Linked DNA regions of Mus musculus: region 2 is linked to region 1. Evidence: chromatin contacts called from public Hi-C data. All regions are on one chromosome and are shown on one strand. Each heading gives the region's core, a stretch centred on a gene start, on an enhancer-like site or on the middle of the called end of the contact. The rest is flanking DNA. Distances are from core to core; before and after follow the strand shown. Region 1 overlaps A530065N20Rik (RIKEN cDNA A530046M15 gene). Region 2 has its middle 24 kb from the start of Gm35333.

Region 1 (7,133 bases), core at 3,341-5,840:
AAAAAAACAAAAACAAAAACAAAAAAAAAAAACAAAAAAACTGTTAGTCTCTGTCTTTCGGTAAGAAGTCATTGAGGGCCAAAGATGTGGCTCAGTTGTAGAGTTCTTGCCTAACACAGAGCAAACTCTGGGTATGGTGGCCTATACCAGGCTATCTGTCCAGCCCCAATTGTCACATTCGTAAAGGGACACAACTAGGTGAGGCTGCAGTCATGCACTGCACCTAGATATCTTTAAGCAGCAATCACATCATTAGGAATATTATGAAGCATAAAGTTCTCATTATCTAGTGGCATCTACCCTATTTGATTCGAGCACAATGCATTCTCGCAGGTCCTCAGTGACACAGGCATAAGAAAGCCTACCAGACTTGCAGTTGAAGAAAAGGAAAGGATCTACCATTGAGCACCGCCCAGAACCCAAATGATGATAGCAAGCAACTGTTACTGCCCTGTGTGTTTTACGGTTGCTTTATAGTATACCCCCTCTGCTCATGAAAATACATGTTGGTTCAAGTAGCAGTATGTCATGTTACACCAGCAGAAGTCTCAGAGGAGACTCAAAGCAGTGAGAACAGGTAAACTACTGCACATGTGCACAGGGTTGTGGCTGAAGAACCAGCAAGACTGTCAGTCTAGAACAACTAGGCAGCTGAAGCCCATACAGCAAAAGAACCAAGGGACCTGACAGAGGACGCCATGAAAGGCAACACTGGATGTTCAACCACTTGTCTTGGTAAGGGTTTGATTGCTGTGAGCAGACACCATGACCAAGACAACTCTTATAAGGACAACATTTAATTGGAGCTGGCTTACAGGTTCAGAGGTTCATTCCAGTATCATCAAGGTGGGAACATGGCAGCATCCAGGCAGGCATGGTGCAGGAGGAGCTAAGAGTTTTGCATCTTCATCTGAAGGCTGCTAGCAGAATATTGACTTCTAGGCAGCTAGGGTAAGGGTCTTAAAGCCCAGACCCACAGTGACGGCCGCACCTACTCCAAAAGGGCCACACCTTCTAATAGTACCACTCCCTGGGCTGAGCATATATAAACCATAACACAACTGTTTACATAGAATAAATAGGACTGGTGGTGAGGGCTCCTGTGGGCTTGGGGAAGAAATAGAATAAGAGACGGGATACAGATACACAACATAGTATTACCTACTGGGTTCCTCTTCTACACACAAAGTCTGCTTCTGTCAGAGCAGGCTGGCTCAAAGTCCTCCACAAGAGACTGGCAAATTATTGATATTCAAGAGGGTTGAGTAAAACACTCAGACACACGATGGGGATGTGGGGTGTATTCATCTTAGGGACAGGAAAAAGAGATGCACTTATATGGGTTAGGAATCACTATGGCCTCTAGGGATGGTTGTGATTCCTTCCCGTCACCTGGGAAACTCCTACTTCTTGAAGATACTTGATGGCAGAAACACGCCTACCTTAGAATCTGGAAATGTAGAGTCCCTTCCCAGCTACCTTTGCTAGCTTGGTGGCAAGGACAGGTCTGGCTTCCTCTGTGACGGGTATCTGAGCCTTTCTCTCCAGGCTCTTTAGAAAGGGTGCTTTCTGCTTCACTGGAACATTTTGCCATGAAGAATTCCAACCCAATTCCAGCATGCATGTGCACTCAAACAGAAAACAAATTCCCATGGCTTCTCAACCAGGATGTACCAGCAAGCGGCATTCTGTCATGGCTGCCTTTGATGGTTCTCTGCTCCCTCCTCTCTCTCTCCTCTCCCACTTGTTTCTTTCTCTGGAGCTTTTCTTTTTCAGTACAAATCACAGATATTGTGTTATTTCACCTTAGAATGTTAGCATACAATACAAGGACATGGCCCCCATGTCAGCTACCCCACACAGCATCCCTGGTCATTCTACAATGAGTAGCACTCAGCAGTGCTTACAGCCTCCATTGTTTTCCTCTAAAATCATGGTCCATGCGAAACCCACTGGCTGCCCTGGTGTTAGGTCTCTTACAGTTCTTTTATTCAACAACCGTACAAACCCTCTCATTTTTTTTCAGTCCGCTGATTTGTTGGTGAAACAGTTCATTTTTCCCAATATCCTTGCCATAAATCTCTTCTCTGCTAAAACAAGCCAGGATGGACTTCATTTGGCAGACAAAAAGATGGACCCTCTGGCCTCAGTTTCACAAAGGAGGAAATTGAAGTTCAAAGGGGTTAAGAAATGTGTGGACTTTCTAGTCTAGTGTCTAGTGTCACAGCTGGAGATGAAATTGAACTCTCTGTGTGTGTGTGTGTGTGTGTGTGTGTGTGTGTGTGTGTCTGTGTGTGTGTGTGTGTGTCTGTCTGTCTGTCTCTATCTCCTCTCTCTCTCTCTCTCTCTCTCTCTCTCTCTCTCTCTCTCTCTCTCTCTCTCTCTCTCCTCTTTCCTTTCTCCTCTCTCACCCGTCCTCACCCATCTGTATACTGAAGCCATCAGACTTTTCCTAGGCCCTCTTTTCTCTGTCCCCTCCCCTCCCCTCCCCTCCTCTCCTTTTGCTCCTCCTTTCCCTCTTCCTCTCTCAGTCCTCTTTCCTCCCTTACCTTCCCTCCCCCCCTTTATACTAAAGCCTTCTAACTTCTCCTAGACACTCTCCCCTCCTCTCTTCCCCCTCTTATCTCATTTCTCCCACATGTGTATACTAAGGCCACCAGGCTTCTTCCAATCATTTCCCACACTCCCAAGTTCACTTTAGCAGTGGCAAGGCCGGGGTCAGAGCCTTTGGATCCTCACTGTAGCAACTGCATCTGTGCATCTAGGATCATCCTGAACCCTCCAGCAGCGAACCGGAGAAGAGCCCAGTCGGTGGGCACTGGCTTTACTGCAGCCTGTTACAGTTCCTTCCAGAGCACAGGTGCAGATGTGGCTATAAATCAGTAGGTTCCATGCAAATTTCTTTATCAAAAGTGCAGCCTAGACCAGCCCTAGCACCTAGGAGTTTGCTAGAAGGCAATTAGCTCTTCTAAGTCAGACATTCTAGGGGTGGAGCTAGGCTCCTAAATGATGCTCATGCCTGACTCAGTTTCAAAGTATACGCTTCTGCCAATTCCTATGAACATACACTCCCCCAATCCAAGACCCTCTCAAGGGACACCCACTCTGCAATTTCGGAGTCCTCCCTCAGCAGCAGCCCTTCACCTGCCCTTGGCGGTTACCTGCCAACATCGGCCAGTAGGGAAATATTACTCCTTTTGGATGTCATGATCTAATCTCTTCTCCCTCTGTTTTCAATGCTATCATCAGAAAACTTGGATTTCATGCAAAACGACCCTCAAATCTACATCAACTCCTTGAAGAAGGCAGGGTGCGCTAAAGGGCCTGATGAAGCTTTCCGTCCTTGGTCTGGTCCCCAGTTTCAATCATCTGTGTGGGCTGATGAGGGACTGGGAAGAGCAGGCAGAAATTTTGAGGGGGCACAATGGTAAATTAAATAGGGATCTGACTGCTAAGGGAGGAGAAGCTGAAGGTCTTGTAAGATCTTTCATCTGTACTGTTCCTTCACACCCTGTGAAGCCCCATTTACCCTGGGCTACCACATCCCTGTTCTTTACAGATAGCACTCTGCCCAAATTCTCATCCATGGATTCACATAATCTCCTCCATGATGAGTAGAGCCAGACAGTTGGCTCCTTGTGCCTGCTGGCACCTGTCACATGTCCCCATCTGGGCCATAACTGTTGAGTCTTCCCCAGGGCACCACTGGGCATCAGACTTGGATTTGAGGAGGCCCAGATCATCTGGCCCTCAGTGGCCTGCCCTCCGTGTGTTCTTGGATCAGTGCTCAGACTCATCTCTGCAGCCAATATTATAAGGTAAATTAAAACCGCGGGGCCACTCTTTGAAAGACACCATCTGTTGCTCTACTCCAGTACCTTCTTGAACAGAGTGACACTCGTGAGTTGTTTTATACTTCTCTTCTTGACCAGCTCAGATTTCTCCCTCCAAATTTCTCACCAGAAGGAAATGAGCAGATCTCCCTACATTGTGTCCTGTAACAGCTATGTGGCAGGTACACACATCCACACACACAGGCTCCCCTTCCCCAGTATTTTCCCTTGGAAATGTTGATGAAATTCTCCCATAGCGGCTAGCCCCAGGGACACAGATTTTTACATTGAACATTGGACATTTCTGGGAAGGGTTGATCCCATAACATTTGGACTCGGTATTTAGAGTTTGTGTCGGGTCATGTCTTATCCACAACATCACCCCACTTCATTAAGTGGAAAGGAACTGTATTGCCAGAGTTACAAAAACAAGCTGTTCTTTAACAGAGCCGGTTATCTGAGCCCAGACCCTCCTTCTTGGAGCCTGGAGAGGTAGGCTGTCAGGGGTGGGGGGCGGGAGCGGGGGCCTGGAGGGGTAGGGTAGGCTGTCAGGGTTGAGGGGGGTGGAAACTGCGGTCTTTACAAAGTGAGCAAGCAGTGATGCGTGTGCCAAGGTGCCTGGCCTCAGAGAACAATAAAGGGAATCTCTTTTATCCCCCACCTTTGCCGGTTTTCTCCATTTCTTTTAGGGCTGTCACGGGCTCTTAACATGATATAAGGAGGCGCCTGAGGATCATTTGCTTCTCTTGGCATGGGAACAGTGAAAGTCTCTGTTTGCCATCAATCTTGCCTCTCTCCCTCAACTCCTTCTCACCAGGCCCCAGAGTGAAAAACGAGAACATTCCGATCTCGCATGTTAAACCATAACTAATTATTATTAGATCGGTTTTCGCTCTCTCCCGGCCCAAACGTCAAAAGTAGAAGTCTTAATTTACTAGCTCCAGTAGGTCTCTAGCCAGCGTGGGGAGGAGATGGGATGCTTCCAGAGACAACCCAAGTTTAACTGGCTACAAGAGGGGGCTACAAGAGATAGCTGAGATCAAGGATGCTCCTCTAGCAGATCCAGATCAATTCCCAGCACCCACAAGGCGGCTCACACCCATCTGTGACTCCAGTTCCGGGAGATCTCACACCCCCTTCTGGTGTATATGGGTACTGCATGCATGTGGTATGTACATACACAAGACTGGCAAAACACATCCGGTAAATAAACAAGTCTTTTTAAAATAGATATTCAGGGTCAAAGAGTACACATGGAGGGACCCATGGCTTCAGCTGCATATGTAGCAGAGGATGGTCTTATCTGGCATCAGTAGAAAAGGAGGCCCTTGGTCCTGTGGAGGCTTGATGTCCCAGCATAGGAGCATGTTAGGGCAGTGAGGTCGGAGTGGGTAGGTGAGTGGAGGAGCACCCTCATAGAGGCAAAGGAGAGGGAGATGGGATAGGTGGTTTGCAGAGTGGAAACCAGGAAGGGAGACAGCATTTGAAATGAAAATAAATAAAATAACCAATAATAATAATAAAAAGATATTCAGTAAGAGGAATGCCAACTAAATTCTCAACATTCTATTTCATGGTCACCAAAATGAACCGAGCTGTCAGTACCATCACTTTAGAGAGTCATATGCCATTATCTGGTCAATGCGGAAAAGAAAGGCATTTTGTCGTGACCTTAGTTCCGTTGAATGGAGATGATTTGGTAAGCTCTGAGATACCACGGCATGAAACTGACACTAGAGTATAGTGCAGGCAGCAATGCCCCTCAGAACTGTCCTGAGCACATCCAGCAAAAATCATTAAATTCATGGTTGTGACGTAGACATTCCCATGCTACAGCTGAGAAACTAGAAGTGTAGATGTTTTGATTAACGTAGACAAGCCAAGTATAAGACAGATGACTTACATCCAGGCAGCTATTCTCAAATGCTACAGGGTGTTTGGCTCTTTCTGTTGTTGTTGTTGTTGTTGTTGTTGTTGTTGTTGTTATTATTATTAAAATAGGATCTCAGCATGCAGTCTGGCAGTGACAGGTCTGAATTTTGAGATCCTCCTACTTCATTCAGCCTCTGGAGTGACAGGATTATAGGTGTGTACCGCTATGCCTGCCTGAGACTGTGTGACACTCTGGGTCACACTGAGGCAGCAGACAGGGAACAGAGTTTAGAGCAGGAGTGGGCTGTGCTATGACTCTCAAAGGCTGTCCCCAGTGACTCACTCTGACCAGCCACGCCTACCCCAAAGGCCCACACCTGCCCTAAACAGCACCACTAATTGGGGAACATGTGTTCAACACATGAGCCTGCAAGGGACATTTTACATTCCAGCCATAAAGGACATTAAACTCCAAAGTGTTCCACAAACTCAGTCTTTATAATGCTGGCTCAGAAAGATGTTGAGCGCTTTGAAAAATGAAAGAACAAAAACCTTTTTTAAAATGGCTGAAGAGATGACTCAGAGGTTAAGAGCCCCCATTCTTCTAAACTTAAAGAGCCAAAGGATCCAGATTTGATGCCCAGCATCAAAGGTCGGTGGTTCACATCCATTACTCAAGCTCCAGGGCATCTGACACTCTTTCCCGACCTAGATGGGCACACACGTAGTTATACATTTATACAGACACATGCACAAACACATCAACAAACATTAAATCCTAAGAAACTGTTTTGTAAAATGGAGCCAAATGTCATGCCAGAAAACCTCTTGTGTCTATTATCTAAACCAGGGGAGTGACAAAACGTAGACATGGGCCACACTGGCTGCCATTTGGTCTGGTGAGCACCAGTGTCCTGGCACACCACCATGCCCTGTTGTTTATAATGAAGCGACAGCTCCTTCTGGCCTCAGGAGTCAAGCGGTTGAAGTATAGTCTAGACAGCAGGTAAGGCCTAAAATCTCAGTCTCTCTCTTCTCTGTACAGGAAAAGTGTACTATGCTAGCCCCTGACCTAAATGCATGGAAGCAATCACCCCTGTGGGATGACGACCAGGGAGTGACTTACGGCTTCCACAGTCGGCCCTCCTTGCTGATTCAACACTCACACTTCTTTCATTAAGCACTGGTTATGTATGTGGCTTCCCGGCAGGGAGAGGTTATGTAAATGAGCAATTTTACCCCTGAAATGGTTAAGGGAGAACTTTCCAAACCTTAATTACGTCATTTCCTTTATGAACACCAATACAATAAATAAAACTAAAAATGTACTCTCTGCTGTGCTGTGCTGTGCTGTGATGTGCTGTGCTGTGCTGTGCTGTGCAGTGCTGTGCAGTGCTGTGCTGTGCTGTGCTGTGCTGTGCTGTGCTG
Region 2 (7,133 bases), core at 3,103-5,602, 310 kb before region 1:
ACCTCTCTGTCTGGAGACTAACACAATGTGCTGAAGGAAGACAGGATACTGGATTCCTTGGAGCTGAAATTACAGATGGTTGCCAGTTACTATGTAAGTCCTGGGAACTGAACCCAGATCCAGTGGGGTTTTTTTTTTTGTGCATATATTTTTTATTTTATTAGATATTTTCTTTATTTACATTTCAAATGTTATCCCGAAAGTTCCCTATACCCTTCCCCCGCTCTGCTCCTCTACCCACCCACTCCCACTTCTTGGCCCTGGTGTTCCCCTGTATGGGGGCATATAAAGTTTGCATATATTTTTCTATTAGATATTTTCTTCATTTACATGTCAAGATTCACTGTTTTTAACACCTGAGCCATATCTCTAGCCCCTTATCCCAAGTTTTAAGCTTTATTTTGATGCTCTTCCTCTTCCTCTTCTTATTCTTTTTCTTCACTTCTTTGGGTGATTGTGAAGTCTCAGAACATGAATCTACCTGGAAAGTTCTAAACTCTTGACTTGTCGGAGCTTCTTGAAGATGAGAGAGACTTTCTAAACACTCAGCTGCAGAGCTGGTATGGTTAGAATTTGGAGTCACAAGTCAGATCTGTCCTGGTGTGTCAGAAGTCAGTCTGTCCTAGTGTGTGGTGTGTGTGTGTGTGTGTGTGTGTGTGTGTGTGTGTGTGTGTGTGATTGTGCCTGTGTGTGTACATCCCGATGGTTGCTTCAGATCTGATGGTTGGCCAAGGACTTCCTCAGAGTGTGGAAAATTTACCAATACCTTGTTACACCCTCATTGGGATGTATCTGATGGAAACAGTGTTTGAAGTAGTCCCACATCTCCACTCATAATGTCAAATGTGTTTAGGCACTGACTAAAATGAAAATAGTATTCCTGGAGTTGGCACAATGTGAGATGATGCCACCCTGCCTGGACCACATAGGATTCGTTATATGATTGACAGGGGCTGGAAGCTGAAGGCAAGGTTCAAGCTCATGTGATAACAAGGACTCTCTAGCACATCTTCAGCTCTATAATGTGATGGGAAGGGGAGGGCTAAGCAAAGGCAGACTAGACAAGTGTCCAGGTTCTCAGGTAGGAATACACCAGTCAGCAGGCAAGCAAGGCTGAGTGACTAGCAGGGTCAGAGCTCTCGCCCTTCAGTCTTTTTTAGTAGCTCCATGTGTCCCAGAAGCTTTGATGGAGGGCCTGTCCCATCTCCTAGTTGAGAGTAGGTAGGCTCTGAAGTTAGCAATCTGGGTTTTACTGGAACCGGGACTCCAGTCCTTGAATCCCATCTCTACACCACCTGCCCTCAAGGCATCTTAGGCCCAAGACTTGCTTTTCTATAGCTTCACTGCAACATATAACCTGGTGTCTTCTAGGTCCTTGTCATCTTCTCTGGCCTTCTGCACAAAATCAAGCCACCTGAGAGGTATAGATTAAACTCAGCTATCAGAAGGAATAAAATCCACTTGCTGAAACATTCATTCTCTGAGTTCATGGCAGTAATTGTCTGTAACAGCCAAGACATGGACCAGTTTAAGTGTGCATCAGCTGCTCAAGGAAAAATGGAACATGCCTTCCTGGAATACCCAGCCTCAAAGGAAGGGAATCCTGCCATTTGTTACTGCACATTTGAGCCTCAGAGGCTTAGTGAACTGAGACAGATATGACTTGAGTGAGATTATCCACTATGAGCTCCGATGTTCGAGCACGTGGTCTTCAGTTGGTGGCATTGTGTAGGAAGGTTTAGAAAGTATGGCCTTTGTGATGGTTTATGTGTGCTCAACCCAGGGAGTAGCACTATTATTAGAAGGAGGCCATGTTGGAGTAGGTGAGACCATGTTGGAGTGGGTGAGGCCATTTTAGAGTGGGTGTAGCCTTGATGGAGTAGGTGTGTCACTGTGGGCTTTAAGACCCTCATCCTAGCTGCCTGGAAGTCAGTATTCTGCTAGCAGCCTTCAGATGAAGATATAGAACTCTCAGCTCCTCCTGCACCATGCCTGCCTGGATGCTGCCATGCTCCTGCCTTGATGATAATGGACTGACCCTCTGACCTGTAAGCCAGCCGAATTAAATGTTGTCCTTTATAAGAGCTGCCTTGGTCATGGTGTCTGTTCACACCAGTAAAACCCTAACTCAGTCAGCCTTGCTAGAAGAAGTATGTCACTGGAAGCAGGTTTGGAGAGTTTAAAGACTCATGGTGTTCTAGTCTGCTTTTCTGTTTGCTTGCTGTTCAAGACATGAGCCTCAGCTTTCTGTTTCCGCTGCTATGAGTGCCATTTGTTTCCCACTCTCCCCGCTGTGACACACTCTTATCCCTCTGCAACCATAAGCCAAACTCTCCTTCTATCAGCTGCCTTGGTCATGGTGACAACATAACTAATACATAACTAATACATAGCCATGGGCAGATACTGCCTTGGGTGACTCTTGTGAATTTATCTAAAGATATCAAGCCCAGAGAAACAAACAGAAGCAAGGTGGTTACTTCAGGCTAGGTTGCAGATGGGCGTGGTGTGTGGTTAAAGGATACAATGTTTCCATTAGGAATAAGTTCCAAGAGTCTACTGTACCACACAGTGACAATTGCTGATAATAATTTGTAATATACATGGAAATTGGTGCATAGATTTAAAATGTACTCATCGTAAATATATAGCACAATGATATGTTAGTTGTCTTGATTTAATCATACCACAATGTATATAGATAGGCCAAAACATCACATTGCATACTATGAATATATTATTCATACTCATTCAGAAAAAAATAATGGACCTGTCTGTGAGCTCATGTGACTGGATGTCCACACCAGACCCATGCCCTAACCTACTTTCTTGTCTTTGAAGATATCTCCACTAGAGATGAGGCTGGAGGTGGTGGGGGTTACCAAGGGCTGCCCTGGAACTGGTAACTCTACCTGAAGCCTCTTGTGAAATTCTTAAGAGATGTGATGCCACCCTGCCTGGACCACATAGGATTCGTTATATGATTGACAGGGGCAGGGGACATCTGGGTCAGACCTTTGATCACAAATGCAAAGATCATTCCTCCTCAGTCTTGCGTCTGCTGCTGTTTCTAGGCCTGGTCTCAAAGTCCAACAAGCTTGTGTTTTGTAAGATTGCTTTTTCATGACTGAGTCTTTGAGAAGGAAGGGCCAAAAAGGTAACGAACTCCAGTCTGTCTTCGGTGAGCTGCACCTGCCTAAAGCATTTCCACACTCCCACTCTAATGGCGACTTACCTTTCTTAATGACCATGGAAGATTGTAGTTTCTCTTTGTTGTAACTGGAATGCTAAAGCTGAACAGCCCTGATATGAAGATCTGAAATCAATATACTCCAGTCCCCTAAAACGTCCTGAGGACCCACACAGCCTTCCAAGATCGGTATAGGTTGGGACATTTTGCACTTTTGATACTTTGGGTTAGGTGTGTTCAACTGCAATGCCCACTTTCTGTTCCTGTACCTTTTTGGATAAGGGTTATATAGTCAATCCTGCATTTATCTTTATAGTTTTACTTTTCTTTTTTTAAGGACCTATATTCAATAAGGAGAAGCTCAGTATTCCAATGGTGGAGGCTGCCAAGGGATCATGTGGTTTAACCCTCAGTTTTCCAGAGGAGGAAGCCAAAGTAGCAGGAGGAGAAGAACCTTTCCCAAGTCTCAAAGCATCCTTTATTAAGGCTCGTGGCCGCCTGCTTGCACAATCTCCGAGCTGCTTCTCTTCCCCTTATTATCACAGTAGGAAAGAGAATCACTAAGATGTAATTTTACTCCTAGTTATGTGTGCACATGTGCATTTGTGCGTGGGTTTGTGCAGGTACACAAGTACCTGGATGTTAGAAGATGGTGCTGGGTCCCCTGGAGCAGAAGTTGTGAGACTTGGGTGCTGGCAACCAAACCCAAGTCCCCTGGAAGAGCAGAAAGCATTCGTAAGCACCGAGCTCTTGATCTAACCTCAACTCTCTGCTTACTATAAATAGCCCTTTAGAGAAGAGATTGTCAAATGAAAGCATTTTAAAAATCCAAATATTCTCATCACAGTAGTATGAGTTTATTCACAGACCCACAGACAGACAATGAAGTGGTCACCAGAAGATATGATGTGGCCTCCTTAGGCCTTGGTTCTCTTGTGCCCTAGGATCTCTGTGTCCAGTCACCAGTAGATTCAGGGATGGGCATTTAGAGAAGGCCTGTGAGACCCGGTGGGGTAGGAGATGGCTTGCAGTTTACAGGCCTGTGCAGGCTTCATCTCCAGTACTGGTTTTCTAACACTGCCCTTCCAGTTGGCATCTGCCTGTTCTCAGTTGTGGCTGTGTGGGGGAGGTAGAAGCGCGTGCTTCCAAGCCCTTGGGGATGCAGTAATGAGAACCATGTGTACACGGAATGCTGAAGGAGCCACACCTGGGACGTATTCAACCCATGACAGACACCCGTGTGGCCAAAAAAAAAAAAAAAAAAAAAGCCAGTGCCTTTTGACTGTGCCTGTTTTATGAAAATATGCAAGCAAACACACACACACACACACACACACACACACACACACACACACACACACACCGATAAAATTGCTGTGGAATCTAAGATTTATGTGTGATTTCTCCCTTCCCTCCCTTTCTCCCCCTCCCTCTCTTTCTTTTGTCTCCATAAATTGCAAAAGGCTTGGCCGCACTTAGACCAAGGAGAGCCAGGGAAAGAGCAAGCCTGAGTCAGAAGGGAAAATCAGCTCTCTTCTGCCTGGCGCACACCCCCTTCCTTCCCCCAGGGACTCTCAAGTTACCTTCCTAATGAAAAACAGGCCTTTCAAAAAATGACTTGAGACCAAATGAAAAACGATTCGCATCTGAGCCTCGGCTGTTGGGGATGGGCCCTAGGATTTATGACGAGGAATTTTGTGGCTCCCTACCCCGCCATCCAAGTCCTGGAATTACTAGGAATATGGGGATAAGAGAGACTGGCTGTAACTAATTCCATCAACAACAAACAGACAAACAAAACCAACCAAACAAAAAGCAACATCAATAACAAAAAAACCCATATACTGACTCTGCATGAACCATGTTTTCGCTCATTTTGCTATGAACACGCGAATAAGCGATCTCCTGCTGCTCTGGACTCCAGGATCCCAAAGTTCTGGGTATCGTTCAAAGCAGAGGGGTGGGGACAGAGGGCTTGCAGGGTGAACACTGCCTGCTGCTGGTTTGGCTGAAGGTGCCCATTAAGACGGCTATTGGTCTGTCCCACTCTGCCTCCTGCCTTGGGTCCCCCCTATTTCTTGAATTGTGTTCAGTAACAGCCCTCTGGTAAGTATACCACTGGCTTCCTGTATACCCTTGTTCCCTGGTGTTATCCTTAGGGCTTTATTGCTGTGAAGAGACACCATGACCACAGCAACTGTTATAGAGAACATTCAATTGGGGCTGGCTTACAGTTCAGAGGTTCAGTCCATCCTTGTCATGGTGTAAGAAACATGGTGGAAGGCAGACAGACAGAAATGGTGCTGGAGAAGGAGCCGAGAGTTCTCTATCTGGATCCACAGACAGCAGGAAAAGCAAATGACCCACGCCCGACCTAGCTTGAACATCTGAGACTTCAAAGCCAGCCCCTGCCGTGACACACTTCCTCCAAGGCCACACCTCTGAATAGTGCCCCTCCCTATGGGTCAAACATGCAAACACACAAGTCTGTGGGGGCCATTCCTACTCAAACCACCAGGAAGCTGGCATTTCCTGAATTGTGCCATCTCAGCCATCCTGCCTGTACAACCTCACCATCCCAGGTCTCCTTCTTCTTTTTCCCTAAGTGGGTTTCTGCCTCTGCCAGGTGCTGCTTCCCTGTGTGAAGGACCAATTCTGCCCCACTGTAGTATGGAAGGAAGCATCTCTGGTACCCACAGGCCCTAAACTCCTTGGATGAAGGGAATATATCCATTGTCTCTGAAACCCCAGCTGTGTTCAGGAACTCCAGTGTAATCATTAAGGTTCGCTTTTCCTATGGCTCAGATGTCTATGCTCTAGTGTTTGCTTATTCTTTTAGGTAGCGTCTCATACCCACCCCAACAAGGGATAATCAATCCAGGGTCATTATCTCTAGCTCATCCAGAATGACAAAGAGCAAGATACTTCCTTCTGGACTCACTCACTCCTGGGATGTCTCTGGCTGGCAAAAGTGAGTCGGGCACCTTCTTCCACCCATTCTGTGGCTCTGTGGATTATGTGCCTTGATGCCCAGGTTAGTGACATTTGGCCCATTTCTGAGACTGGAGGTATAGTCCCCAAAAGTCACATTGTAGAAGTAGGTCATGCTCGAAGTGTTCAAAACAACAGAGAGCAGATATTATAGATGAAAACGGATGGCTATTGCATTTGAGACAAAGATGGAGGCAGAGCTAGCCTGTCCACAAAGCCAGAGTACAGAAGTGCTTTTTGACCATGGCCAAGGCTGGCAACACATGTACAAACGCATTCTCTTCTGCCCTGCACTTGGAGTTGAGAGATGGCCCTGTTCTATAAAGTGAAATGTATCCTTGACTGGAACAGAAAGGTAAAGCTACTTTCTCCAGGCATGTGGAGGGTTCCCTGGATCATCTTTTGTAACCCCTGACTGTAGGAATACAAAGAAGATGTGTTCTAATGACTGCTCCTTTGTCAGACTTACTGGGTGAAAGCCAAACAAGAGAAGGGCTGAAGCCAGAGACTCTTCAGGTAGGCAGTACCATGCTGGAGTGGGAGGATCAACCGGGAAGGAGTGAGGAGGGGAGGCGGTGTTAGCCTCATTGTTCCAATGGAGTCTGTATATCTAAGCAGGCATTAATGGTGGGCAGGTCCCTCCTTCTCTGCTTTATTTATCTATCAATCATTTCTTTCTATTTACTGGGAGTACCTTAGAGTATCTGGCATACCCTAAGTTTTCAGTAAATACATTTGAGTGAACAACACCTGGGGAAACCGCCATTCGTTTCACAGTTATAGGGAAAGTGAGCTTGAAGTGACAGCCCTGGAGTTGATGCTCCTGGTGTGAGCTTCTGCCATCAAGAAGCAGAGTGGTTTCTTGGCATCCATGGGGAAGGCTCCAAGGCTGCCAAGGGTATCAGTGTCTGTACACGCTCAAGTCTTTCACATAAGTAGGGCAGTATTTGTA

The links. Hi-C and Micro-C count contacts between places; a contact is called where the count stands out from the background.
Region 2: a Hi-C map of uterus shows a contact between it and region 1, with 2.8 times the contacts expected there. The contact joins two enhancer-like sites. A contact is called at or near these places in 1 of 484 Hi-C or Micro-C datasets (uterus) and 1 of 9 other capture datasets (embryonic stem cells).

Annotation. Positions count from the first base shown.
Region 1 is chr13:60,097,493-60,104,625 of GRCm38.p6, reverse strand. All of the region lies in intron 1 of A530065N20Rik (RIKEN cDNA A530046M15 gene), which reads right to left. Among named protein-coding and RNA genes, the nearest start is that of Gm46420, 25 kb to the left of the region's middle. Within about 2 kb of position 4,590, at least 17 of the 459 cell types and tissues checked have an H3K27ac peak or open chromatin away from gene starts, as enhancers often do. A contact at or near this core is called in uterus, where this site is marked.
Region 2 is chr13:60,407,485-60,414,617 of GRCm38.p6, reverse strand. No RefSeq gene overlaps it. Among named protein-coding and RNA genes, the nearest start is that of Gm35333, 24 kb to the left of the region's middle. Within about 2 kb of position 4,352, at least 98 of the 459 cell types and tissues checked have an H3K27ac peak or open chromatin away from gene starts, as enhancers often do. A contact at or near this core is called in uterus, where this site is marked.